2 separate regions of the Anas platyrhynchos genome follow, and region 1 is linked to region 2. Evidence: chromatin contacts called from public Hi-C data. All regions are on one chromosome and are shown on one strand. Each heading gives the region's core, a stretch centred on a gene start, on an enhancer-like site or on the middle of the called end of the contact. The rest is flanking DNA. Distances are from core to core; before and after follow the strand shown. Region 1 overlaps EPN2 (epsin 2). Region 2 holds the start of SLC5A10 (solute carrier family 5 member 10).

Region 1 (5,473 bases), core at 2,892-5,391, 96 kb after region 2:
TTTATGGTTTTAGCTCTTTGTTTCTGTAAAGAGAGTTTAAAAGGGAAGATTAACACTAAAATATTTTACTTTTAAATGAAGTATTCATAATGCGAATCAAAACAAATTCTCGTGACTAATTATTTTTAGATGAATTGAATTTGAACATAACGTGATTTAAGACTACATTAAAAAGAAAAAACACTAAAGTCGCCTTTCCCTTGATTTGTTCCCGTTTTCCGATTACCAGAACGGACAGACGTTTAGCCTTTTTGAAGATCGGAAGAGAGGCTATTTTTTTCTTGTAATACTTCTTGAGATGTTAAAAATCCTAACGTACAAACGTGACTCATTAATTTTATCGACTAATATTTCTTAATGAAAGGTGCACTCCATCTTAATAACCGGTTCCATTTGCAGTTATTAATTGTAAGCTGAACTATCCGTTTTTAACTTGCATGTCTGGACTCATCGGCACTAAACCACGCTCAGGTTTCAGCCAGTGCTACTGCTGCAAACCTGGCCTTCTCAGAGCCGGCAGCGTTTCTGAGCTCTGCTTTCACAAATGTGCGCGGAGTACGTGGAAAGGGATGTCCCAGCGCTTGCTACTGCCTCGAGGGCATCTCTGAATGAACTGATGCATCTTGGTGGCCTTTCCCTAATACGAAGGAGAAAAAAAAAGAAAAAAGAAAAAAAAAAAAAAAAAAAAAAGCTGAAAGAAATTGCCAGAGTTCTGTGTCTTGGTGTAATGATGCTGTGTGGGACCGTGCCAGTCTAGGGCCGCGTGCCGCAGGAGGGAAGGGCTGGCTAACACGAAAGGGACTGGGTTGTATCTTCTGGTGGGTAGGGGAGGCTGAACGACTATCAAATCTAGGGTACAATCACAGATTTTAGCTGTGTAGGTCAGTGTAGCTCTATTAGTATATGGAATGCTAAATGTGTGGATGTTTCTATGCAGATTGTTCTATCCTCTTGATACTATTGAATTGCAAGTAGGATTCAGAATATTCATCTGCTTTTGTTTTTATATAGGAGGAAAAAAGAATTACTGTCCACACCCAGTATGTCTTTTAAAAAAAGAAAAGAAAACAAAAAACCATTCATGTTGCCTTTCAGAATAAGGAAAAAATACTTTACTTTTTTGTTGTTGTTGAAGTTATTGAAAAGTGTAGACCAGGAAGGGTGTGATTCTTGCAGATGGGGGGGGGAAAGTGCTTTCCAATTGATCTGTGGCAAGATTTATCCTGTATTATTTTTCCAATTTAATTTTATCAACGGTGGAATTGAGGTCACTCAATGTTTTTTCCCTTAGTCACTTGAATGCATTTGCAACAGTTAGATGGGGCATTATCTATTCAGCCAAGCAGTTCTAATCACATCCTCTCGTCAAACACTCGCTTGCTGTTTTCCAAGGCACGACGGGGTTGATAGTAAGCATTTAAAATTATCAAGTCATCTCGAGCTCAGAGTAACGATCTGTCACCGTGAATTGGGAAAAATGTGATGGTCTGGTAGGGAGCCCTGGCTTCATGAAACTGCTGACTGGCAAATTGGTGCTTTTACCAAGCCACTTCTGTAGGAGCCATCTACGTTACGTAGACAGGTGCGTATCGCGCAATAAACCATGGCAGGACACTGAACGGCCATCAGCGCTGCGAAGCCTTAGGCTGAGGACTCCAGCTGTGCCCACCTTCCCAGCCCGACCCGGGCGTTATAGGGCAGGGGGATGAGCGGCTGCGGTGCTAAATCCGCTGGGCTGGAGCCGTGCCCGGACCGCGCGGGTGCCGGGCAGGCGCGGGGTGCGCCGCCGGGGATGCTGCAAGGCGGCTTCTGCCCTAGCCAGGTGAAGCTTCAGCTGTGCCCAGAATGGTAACTCTATTTCACGGCGATTTAACTGCTATCCGGAATAATTCTCCCCCCCTCCCCGCCCTCCCACCTCTTCTTGCATGGGGGACGTACGCGTATCCGATCGCGTCTGCTCTGGCGTCTCTCTCTCTCCAAATGCATTTCCCTCTTCCCCTTCTTTTTCTCACTTGCGGATATTAAAAAAGTGCTTTTGATTTTTAAAAATGTTAGTATCCCAAAATAGCCTTACTGGTCAAATTGACCAAAGAGAAAGTGTTAATTATTTTGTAAAAAATAAAAATAAACAAAAATATCTTGGCATAATTTTAAACCCAAAATAAGCTCAGTTATTTATTCAGTTTTATACTATATAGAAACTAAACTACATTGAGGGGACAGGGAAGGAAAACCGTGGTGGGTTGTGGTGTTTACAGTCTTTTTGAAGTCCCGTAGCTAAGACAACTATTGTTATCCATCTTCCCTTTTGCTGTTACAGTTTCTAATGTGTACTGTATGTATTAATATTGCACAAATTGTGGAGAAATATATGGTTTATTTTTCACAGCAGAATCTCACAAGACTCGCTTCCTTTACAAGTGTTACAATTTAAATATTTACCAAACTGTTTTCATAATACTGGGAGCCGGCTGCTTTTTATGAATTTGTGCTGACTATTGACATTATTTACTGTATAAATAATTTATCATTTGTACTATTGTATCATAATGTCTGTATCTTTGTGTCATTTTTCCCGAGCGATGTCACAAATGTGATATTTAATAATGCCATCAGAACAGTGGAAAGACAAGGGGTTTGTAGGTGACTGGTCAGAATTAAAATTGTATTGCTTATATTCCAGACGTGTTGCTTTTTCGAGACTCTGCGTAGTGTTTATATCCTGTTCAAAACTGTTGCTCTCATGCTTGATTTAGTTCTCAAGAAAGCTGATGGATTGGTTGAGATTATTAAGGTGTGTGCTAAAAGTCCTAGGCTCTAGGAGAAATCTAACGGTTATTGAGAGTAATGCTTCTTGTACGTTGTCAATGTGATTTCTACGATGAATTCATCACTTTCCTGGGGCAGGCCTGCTCTTACTATGAGAAAGAAGGGTTTCTTATAGATCACTTAAATCAGAATCAGTTGAGACCTTACTAACTCAATAAAAATGAAGACTTGTGTTGCAGGTGGCTGAATTGCTTCTTTAAACCACGTTATCGTTCAAACAGCGTTTTTGGAGGGATGATCAACTACCTTTCTCTGCAGAGGCTTCAGTATCTCTGTCAAGACGGAATCTGGGGAGCATTTGACTTTTAAAGCCAGGCAGTCGTGGAATAAAGGTTGGGGGAACTGACAAAACTGACTTTTGGACTCCGTGCTTCCTGTTGTTGCAGTCGTTGCCGTACCGCTCCTGCAGCCTTGGCTCTGCCCCATCCCTCGAGTGGCCCTGCAGGTTGGGTAGCAGCGAGCCTGCCTCCAGCTGGGAGGTGATTTCGGCTTCTCATTCAGGCTGGTTTAAATGGAAGGTACTTCATTATCAGGCTATGTCAAGAGCTGCCTCTCCAGAGCCCCTCCAGGTTTCCTGGAGCTGCGGTTTGCTGCCAATCAGACCGATCAGTAATCAAACACTTCATTTCTAGTGCTGCGACTGCAGTGGGGTTAGAGACCTGATGATCAGAAAGGCGGGCATGGAAAAAAAAAAGCATCAGTTCTGTCTTTAATGGTTTGATTTCAGATTTGTGGCACAGAGCTTGCTGTGGGCGTTCCACAAACCCACCGCTTCAGCAACGCTCCAGGTTCCCTGGGGAGCAAGTTTGCCTCCGGTCAGGTCTTTAATTCATTTTGCTTCTGTGTCGGGGCATGAAAGGAAAAAAGAAAAACCTCTGTTGCCACCCATGACTGCCCTGACACCTTTTTGTTTTTTGTACCTCTCCTTTTTACAGAAGGATGTTCTGTGACTCACGTTCTGCTCCTCTGCAGGACGGCTCTTCTCTGCCGGTGTGGTTTTTATTGCTCCTGTGGCCCTTCTCTCTTCTCGTGGTCAGTGCTGCTTTGCTCTTGTACTCTGTTTTCCTCTGGCCTCTCGAAATTGCATGGTTTTTTGGAATAAAGGTGCTCGTTACAGGAAAGGTTTAGGAAAAGCTTGAAGTGGAAATTTTTGTGATGAGTGTATAATACCCTTAAAAAGGAACTTAATATTGCAAGCCAGAGGGGCTCCTGAAGCTGTTGGGAGAGATTCTTGCTGTGCCTGCGCCTTCCTCTGACCTTGGGCAAGCGCCTTTCTCCCTGCCCCGGGTTTCCTCTTCCTTTCTGCGAAGCGAGATGGTATTTGCCTGCTTTGGGGGAGGAAGAGAGCTATCTGGATAAAGTATTATCTAGAGGCTTGCCCTCATCCAGTGTTGCCAAGTATTTTTGCTGAGTACGAACATTGCTGCTACCTCTTGTTTGTCCTGGGTTGTGAGCGGTGCAAGCTGTGGTCTTCCGCTCGTTTTCATCGAGCTGGGGGGAAATGCTTTGAGCCAGTTTGTGCTCTGGCTTTGGCAAGATTTCTGCAACTGCCTGCAGCCCGCTTTCCGGAGAAGCAAGTTGGATTTACACAGACCCCCATACTAAAAACTTCCTCTTTTTTTCTTTTTTAAAGCTGTCATCTGCCTTGCAGGTAATCAGCTCCCCTCCGTACTGTGAAGTGGACACAAAATGAACATTGATTTTGGAAAGACGGCAGTTTGTTTGGGAGCTCAGGATTATAAATAGCTAAGAGCCAGCGTTGTACAGTGCGGTAGCGATCCTGCCTCTCAGTGTCTTGCTGTCAATCGATTATACCCTCTAATTGTTGAAGACTTTGGGTTTCAATGATTGGAAATGCCCCCTCCCCGTTCCCTTCGGTGCCTTAAACATCCCTGCCAATTCCCCATTAGGGTGGTTAATTGGTAGCAGCGTGGCGATCGATAGGGGATTGGCAGCCTCCCAGCGTAACGCAACCGAGGGGTTCGCAAGGGCTGAAATAGGAAATTGTAAATGTTGGGAGCGCAGCAATAGCTCGGGTGGCTGGGGGAGCCCTGTTAGGACACAGCATGCTGCAGCACTGGAACTACTGCAGGTGCCATCGGAGCTCCATCCAGCCCAGCAGAGGTTTCCTTGGGCTGTTGCATTTAACAGTCACTGATGCAGCTTCGTGACCCGTTGGAAACCACAGCGTGCTCCAGGGCTGGATCAGGCAGGGCTTTGTGCCCCGGAGCAGCACGGAGCTGGGGGTTGATCGCAGGATGCTGGCTTGGTGCAGGATTGTTCCCCAGCCATGGTACCAGCAAGACACCTGGGGATTCCCTCGTGCTGTGCCTTGACCACCTGAAGTGTTTTCCTCCGCAGGTAATCATCCAACACGTTCCTTGGGTCACAGCGGGGTGGGAACCTGGAACCTGGGAAAATCAGACCAAGGGGGGCTCTTGTTGGTGTAACAGCATTCGACCTGGGAGCCCTCGGTCTGGTCAGGTTGGTGTTGTGCTGGGCGGTGGTGGAGGTAGATTTTCTTACCTTTTTTTTTTTTTTTAAATGTGTTCAGCAAGCCTGGCACTAACCGTAGTGATATTCTCGGAGGTGAGTTTGGGTACTTAAATATCTTGGCCTGAATAAAGGTATAAAAATAGAAGCC
Region 2 (5,700 bases), core at 1,560-4,059:
AGATAAAGAGCTGTGAAGCATCATGCTTATCTTAATATTTCTATTGAGCCACTTTTTTGTTTCCTCTCAGTTTAAGTATCAAGGTAGAACAGTTTTTCAGAGCAATTTTTTCTTTGCAGTTTTTTTTGGGGGAGGGACGGGGAGGGAAGGGATAACATTTTACAAAAAACTGTTCTAGTTGCTTTTAGGTTAGTTGCACTATATACATAGTGGGGGGAAGAAAAAAAAAACAACAAACACAAAACACTTGAGGCAAGAATTTGGCTTCTAAATTAAGCATTCCTTTTCCAAAGCTGCTTGCTTACAAGTGCTTTAAAAGATAATAAAATGAAGTGACTGTATAATATTTGCATTTTAAAAGCCAAAAAGGTTGTACTGTTGTATGCAGTTAAGTGATTTTGTAGGAGTGCTTTTATAGAAAAGCATATGAAATATGCACCTGTATTTATTTTCTGCGACAAAGAATAAAGATTTGTTTTGTGTGAGCTTTCTAAAAATGTTTATACAGTAGTCACTTGTCTTCTAAAGTGTCCCCCCTTACAAATGATTTGCAGATCCTGTGGTATTGAAAGAAATCAGGAGGTGAATTGATTCTTTTATGCTAATGTGCTACTTAGGAGTGTAAACAGGATTCGAGCTTCTCGGCAGCGAGGAAGATAACATCTGTTTTGCTTGTTGCTGTGCTGTAACACCTGCAGACAAGGAGAGGCTGCTTTTCCTTAATACCCTAATGCTCATCATCGCACTTCAACCTGTCTTTCTGCCGAGCACTCTTGTAAAATGCAAAATACACGCAACCTTTCAGCAGCCACCCGGTTTCTGGGGACTGTCATGAAGGTGTCGATAAGATTTGTTGTAATTTGTCAGGTTCAGTGCACCTGCAGCGTGCTGCTTCGCTTCAGGCTATGTGCAAGGAAACTAAACCTGTGGCTGGGTGGCAGGGGACAGCAGGGACTTGGGAGAATTTGGGAGTTGTTTTTTTTTTTTTGGAGGGGGACAATTATGGAATTGGGAGGGTATCATGCAGGGGGTATGTGAAGGCTGGTTTTAATGGCCTACTCTGAGCTTCTCAGAGGCTGAACATCCTGGCTTGTGGTGGGTTAGTGAGCGTTTTTTGGGGGTGGGTGTCTGCTGGCACAGCACCTGGGCTGTGACTGAAAATCCTCTGTGTGTTAATCAAAGATCTATGGACTTTTCTTGGTACATTCAGCAAGTGAGATGAAAATTTTATTCAAGCAACTGCTCGCCTCTGTCCAGATAACGTTATTTTCATTCTTTATTCTGTGAGGTTATTTTTCCTCACAGCATTGTTTAATTTTTTACGATCTATCTCTCCAAAATGTCAAAACGCAAGGCTGTGCCTGGTTACACTTTACTTACGGTAGGTTACTGAACAGTTCCGTGGTGTTAGTAGATGCACCAGGCTGACACATTAACACTTGTATGTACTTTGAAAGTGTTAATGCAGGCTGAATTCCAGCAGAGCAGTGAGGGAGGACTTTAATCCTTCCCACAAAGGTGCAAACCCACAGGTGGGGCCGTTGGAGATGGTTTCAGAGAGGAGAAATCCCTCGATCCATCTCAGTGGCGTGCATGTTACCTGGTGTGTGCTTTCTGAATGAATCCTTGTGACATGTAGTTGGGGAGTTGGCGAGTGAGCCAAGCATCCAGTGCAGAAAACAGTCCGATTACTGAACCCAGGGAAACTTTAAAGTATTATTTCATTGTTTCAAGCTGAATTTTGGAGACTGGCTTCATCCCCACGAGCATTTCTGCTGGTCAGCCTTGGCTGGCTTGCTGAGGCTCCACAACTCTGTGCTCGATCACCGATTTAGCACATAAACCCCCCACCTTGGGTTAATTCAGCGCAGTAAAATTGTATTGATTAGGATTAAAGACTTTGAAACTATCGTGGTCATAAGACAGGATCGCTGGACCTTTGGCTTTCCTAGCGGGGTGGCTGGAAGGGAGCAAAGCACGTGTGACTTCACTCGTGTTTTTATGGACTCCTGCAGTACAGCGTGGTCCTGCAGGGTTACCCAATCTCTGTGTGCTTTTCTCAGAGGCAAAAATGCCGGATCACCAGAAATGTGAGCTATTCTTAGAGGTGTTTCACTGGGATCCTTCAAGAGAACGTGAAAAAAACCTGCTTTTTGTACAGTAATTGACTAGTCGGGAGATAATGCAAATTCTTTCCAGATCGGTAGCATCTGCAAGAAAAATATTGGGGTTTGGTTTACAGCTTATAAAGGGCAATGTTAACAAACGTTTACGCTAAGGTAATTTGTAAAGCTGCAAACAATTTCTATTAAACTCAAAAAAAAAATAATCTAAAATGTATAACACTTGTCCTAAAATTGATCCTAAAGCTTCCTTTACTAACGAGGCACAGGTTGTGCAGTCCCCGTGTGCCTGCTGGAACTTTTGATCAAGTCTTAAACTATGAGAAGAGGAACAGCTGCAAAGACTTGAAATTCCTACAGGTTTCATGACAATAATTGGCTAGAGGGGAAAGAAGCTGTGATAATTTCTTGTCCAGCAATGTCTCGACACCAAGCACTGCTGCAAAAGGGCTGCTGAAAGCCCTCAGAAACCGCACCAGAGAAGTGCAATAAATGCCCACTGTAGGAGCAGCCTGCGGTTTCCTTAAAATCTATGCAAAAACGGGGAAAAAAAGGGAAAGAATTGAGGCTCCCACACCGAGCGATGGCCCTCAAACATCTTTGGAAGTGTTGGAAGCGAAGCTCCCGGTGCTGCCTGGATTAATGATAAATTCCCCCAAGCGGCTAACGAGTTACTGATTCAGTGATCCCCTGGGGGAGGCTTTGCCCGGGATGAGGGAGGCAGCAGAGGAGGGATGGAGGGCAATTCCACCGCCGGCTCCTTCGCCCCCTCGCAGCAGTTCAGCGTTGCTGACCTTGTCGTCGTAGTGCTTTATTTTTCCTTAAACATCGCGGTGGGGATATGGGTAAGAGCATTCTTCGCTTTCCGCTTTCTCCTGTAACCGTTTAGAAGCACCAATGTTCTTTTTCAAACCATTTTTGAGGGCTGGCTTTTCTTCCTGGCATCTTTTTGCAAGCCTCTTGTTACTTTCCAGTTGTCGTTTGCATTTGTTGTGTCTTTTGCCCTATTGTGCTGCGTTTGCTCGTGGCCAAGGCTTGGCCCCACAAAACCTCCCCGTCTGGGGATGGAGGCAGGACGGGCGCATCCTCTCGGGGGGTGCCTCCTTTGCTCTTCGTGGCTCCAGGTGTTTGGGGTGCAGCTGCCACTCGCTGTAATTAGCCTTGAGCTGCCGAGCTCCCATTAATTATCCAGTCTCCCGTCTCTCGGCTTCTCGTCTGGCAGACTTGGTTCTTGGGTTCTCGGTGTCTGGGCGCGCAGGGGAAGGGCTGTGCTCATCTCTTCTCCTCGCAGTCTTCGTGCAGGGTGAACAGGAACACCGTCAGTGGCTATTTCCTTGCTGGCCAGGACATGGCGTGGTGGCCAGTAAGTAGAGCCCCCCCCGAGTCTTGTCCTGGGCACCGGGGATGTCCGGCACCGTTCCCCTTCCCACCAAATTCCCCCTTCACCACCCTGTGCTCCGCTGCCTGCCCCCACGTTCCCAGCCCGTGCACCTCCTCCTGCGGGGCTCCGTGCTCCAAGGGAGCCGTGGCTGCCTCAACTCCCCCATTTCTTTGTTTCCTGCCCTTATTTCAGCATCTCCTTGACAAACTGGTTGTAGGTCTTCCTGCATCGCCGGCTGGCAGCTTGCACAGGGCCACCTCCGGGCAGGGCGCGGTGCCACCGCCGTGCACGTGGCTGCTCCTCGTCCTCCCAAAACCCAGCGATTCCACCCCAAACCCAACCGGGGCTGCCGAGGGGAGCTGGGCGCAAGGGAGTGCTGGTGGCGGGGACCTCCTTGTGGGCGTGCTGAGGGATTTTCCTGCCTGCTGTGCCCGTGTCCCCCGTGGCTGCAGGGGAATCCTGCTCTCGCCCACAGATCGGAGCCTCTCTGTTCGCCAGCAGCGAGGGCTCGGGGCTCTTCATCGGGCTGGCCGGGACCGGTGCTGCCGGGGGGATCGCTGTCACCGGCTTCGAGTGGAACGTAAGAAACGCATTGTGGTACCCAAAAACGTGAGTTTCTCGAGCCACAAAGCAGCACGGCCGATGTCACAGCAGCTTCGTGCCAAGACTGGTGGCCTGGAAGGAGTCACGCAGGGGCTACGAGCACAACGCTGCTAATTTGGCTTCTCCACATCATGCCCAGTGCGTGCACAGTGAATTTGGGGTCAACTCAAGTTTTTGCGCACAGGGGGAAGGCTGTTTCAGGGCAGAGCCTCCCCCTCCTGCCCCTGCCTGCCCCCCGATGAGGGGAATGGCCAAATGGGTCACCAATTCCCTGCTGTCCCATGTGCCACTTCCAAAGCCCTTGGGTCCCGCAGCGAAAGCGTGGCATTTGGGTTGCCCAGTGCTCGGGGAGCTAGCAGGGTGCTCATTTTTGGGATGCTGCAGGCTCTGCTGTGGCCTTATATACCCGCTGTTTGAGGCCATTTGGAGACAGAAAGGTGCCTCAGAGGGGCACTGAGGCTGTTTCAGGTGTGTGCCTCCTGCCTGTGCCGCTGCTTCCTTCCCGACAGGCGACGTACGCCCTGCTGGCGCTGGCCTGGGTCTTCGTTCCCATCTACATCTCAGCTGGGGTACGTGGGGCTGCGGTGCCACCGCCATCCTCCCCAAAATCCGCCCTGGTGACGCTGCCCTGCGCCCATCAGGACAGGGCACCCAGCGCTCCCTCCCCTCCGCAGATTGTCACGATGCCCGAGTACCTCCAGCGGAGGTTTGGAGGCGAGAGGATCCGCGTGTACCTCTCGGGCCTGTCGCTCCTGCTCTCCATCTTCACCAAAATCTCCGTAAGTCGCCCCCGCGATGAATTTCCACCCAGCAAAAAGTTTGGGGTTTTGGAGCTGCTGCAGGAGGGGGGACCCTGAAGGATCTGTGGCTGGCTCTCAGGATCCCCAAAATGCGGGATTTCAGGCAGCAAGGAGCCGTTGTGCACCTATTGGATGGCCCAAGCATGCGTGGAAAGTGCCTGACTCACATGGCATGTTCAGGAAAATACTCCCAGGAGTATTTTCACCCCATTTTGGCCTCATTCATGGTGTGCAGCCCCAGCTCCTCTCCTCCCTCTGCTATCCCCTTGGGAAGCAGGGGAAGTTTTCCCAAGGAAAGGGCAAAGCGCTGGTGGCACCGGGACAGAGCAGGGCACAGAGCCCTGGGGCTGGAGGTGCTCTGAGAGCAAACAGCTCCGAAATGATCCCGATCCCGAGGAGAAAACTCCTGGAGGGAGCAACCCTGCACCGCCCTGAGTGGGTGAATCCAACCCTGGGGTGTCCGCAGGGGGGCAGCTGTAAAAAGTGCTTTTTGCATGGGGTGGCTGCAAAAACAAATAATAATAATAATAAAAAAAAAGTCGCCAAGTCACCGTGCTTTTTGCATGGGGATGGTCGAAAAAAAAAAGGTTATTTTTGCATGGGGATGGTTGCAGGAAAAAAAAACGCTTTTTTGCATGGGTCGCAGAAAAAAATGTGCTTTTTGCATAGGCGTGGTTGCAAAGGAAAAATAAACCAGCGCTGCTTTTGCATGGGGCTGGCTGCGGGAAGGAGGGCCGGGAGGGAGCGGGGCTCCCCACGCAGCGGCGCTCCCTGCCCGCGGCTGCGCCCCGCC

What was found. A called contact is a pair of places that touch in the nucleus more often than the background predicts.
Region 1: a contact with region 2 is called in a Hi-C map of liver, with 1.7 times the contacts expected there. The contact joins the enhancer-like site here to the promoter of SLC5A10 in region 2.

Annotation. Positions count from the first base shown.
Region 1 is chr15:17,516,275-17,521,747 of IASCAAS_PekinDuck_T2T, forward strand. EPN2 (epsin 2) reads left to right here. Exons shown (of 8, transcript XM_027469258.3): 8 at 1-3,007. Among named protein-coding and RNA genes, the nearest start is that of B9D1, 10 kb to the right of the region's middle. Within about 2 kb of position 4,142, at least 1 of the 8 cell types and tissues checked has an H3K27ac peak or open chromatin away from gene starts, as enhancers often do.
Region 2 is chr15:17,421,191-17,426,890 of IASCAAS_PekinDuck_T2T, forward strand. It overlaps SLC5A10 (solute carrier family 5 member 10), which reads left to right and starts at 2,810. Exons shown (of 15, transcript XM_027469272.3): 1 at 2,810-2,968; 2 at 3,415-3,486; 3 at 3,980-4,084; 4 at 4,617-4,676; 5 at 4,782-4,886. The coding sequence starts at 2,858. It overlaps PRPSAP2 (phosphoribosyl pyrophosphate synthetase associated protein 2), which reads left to right. Exons shown (of 12, transcript XM_027469261.3): 12 at 1-501.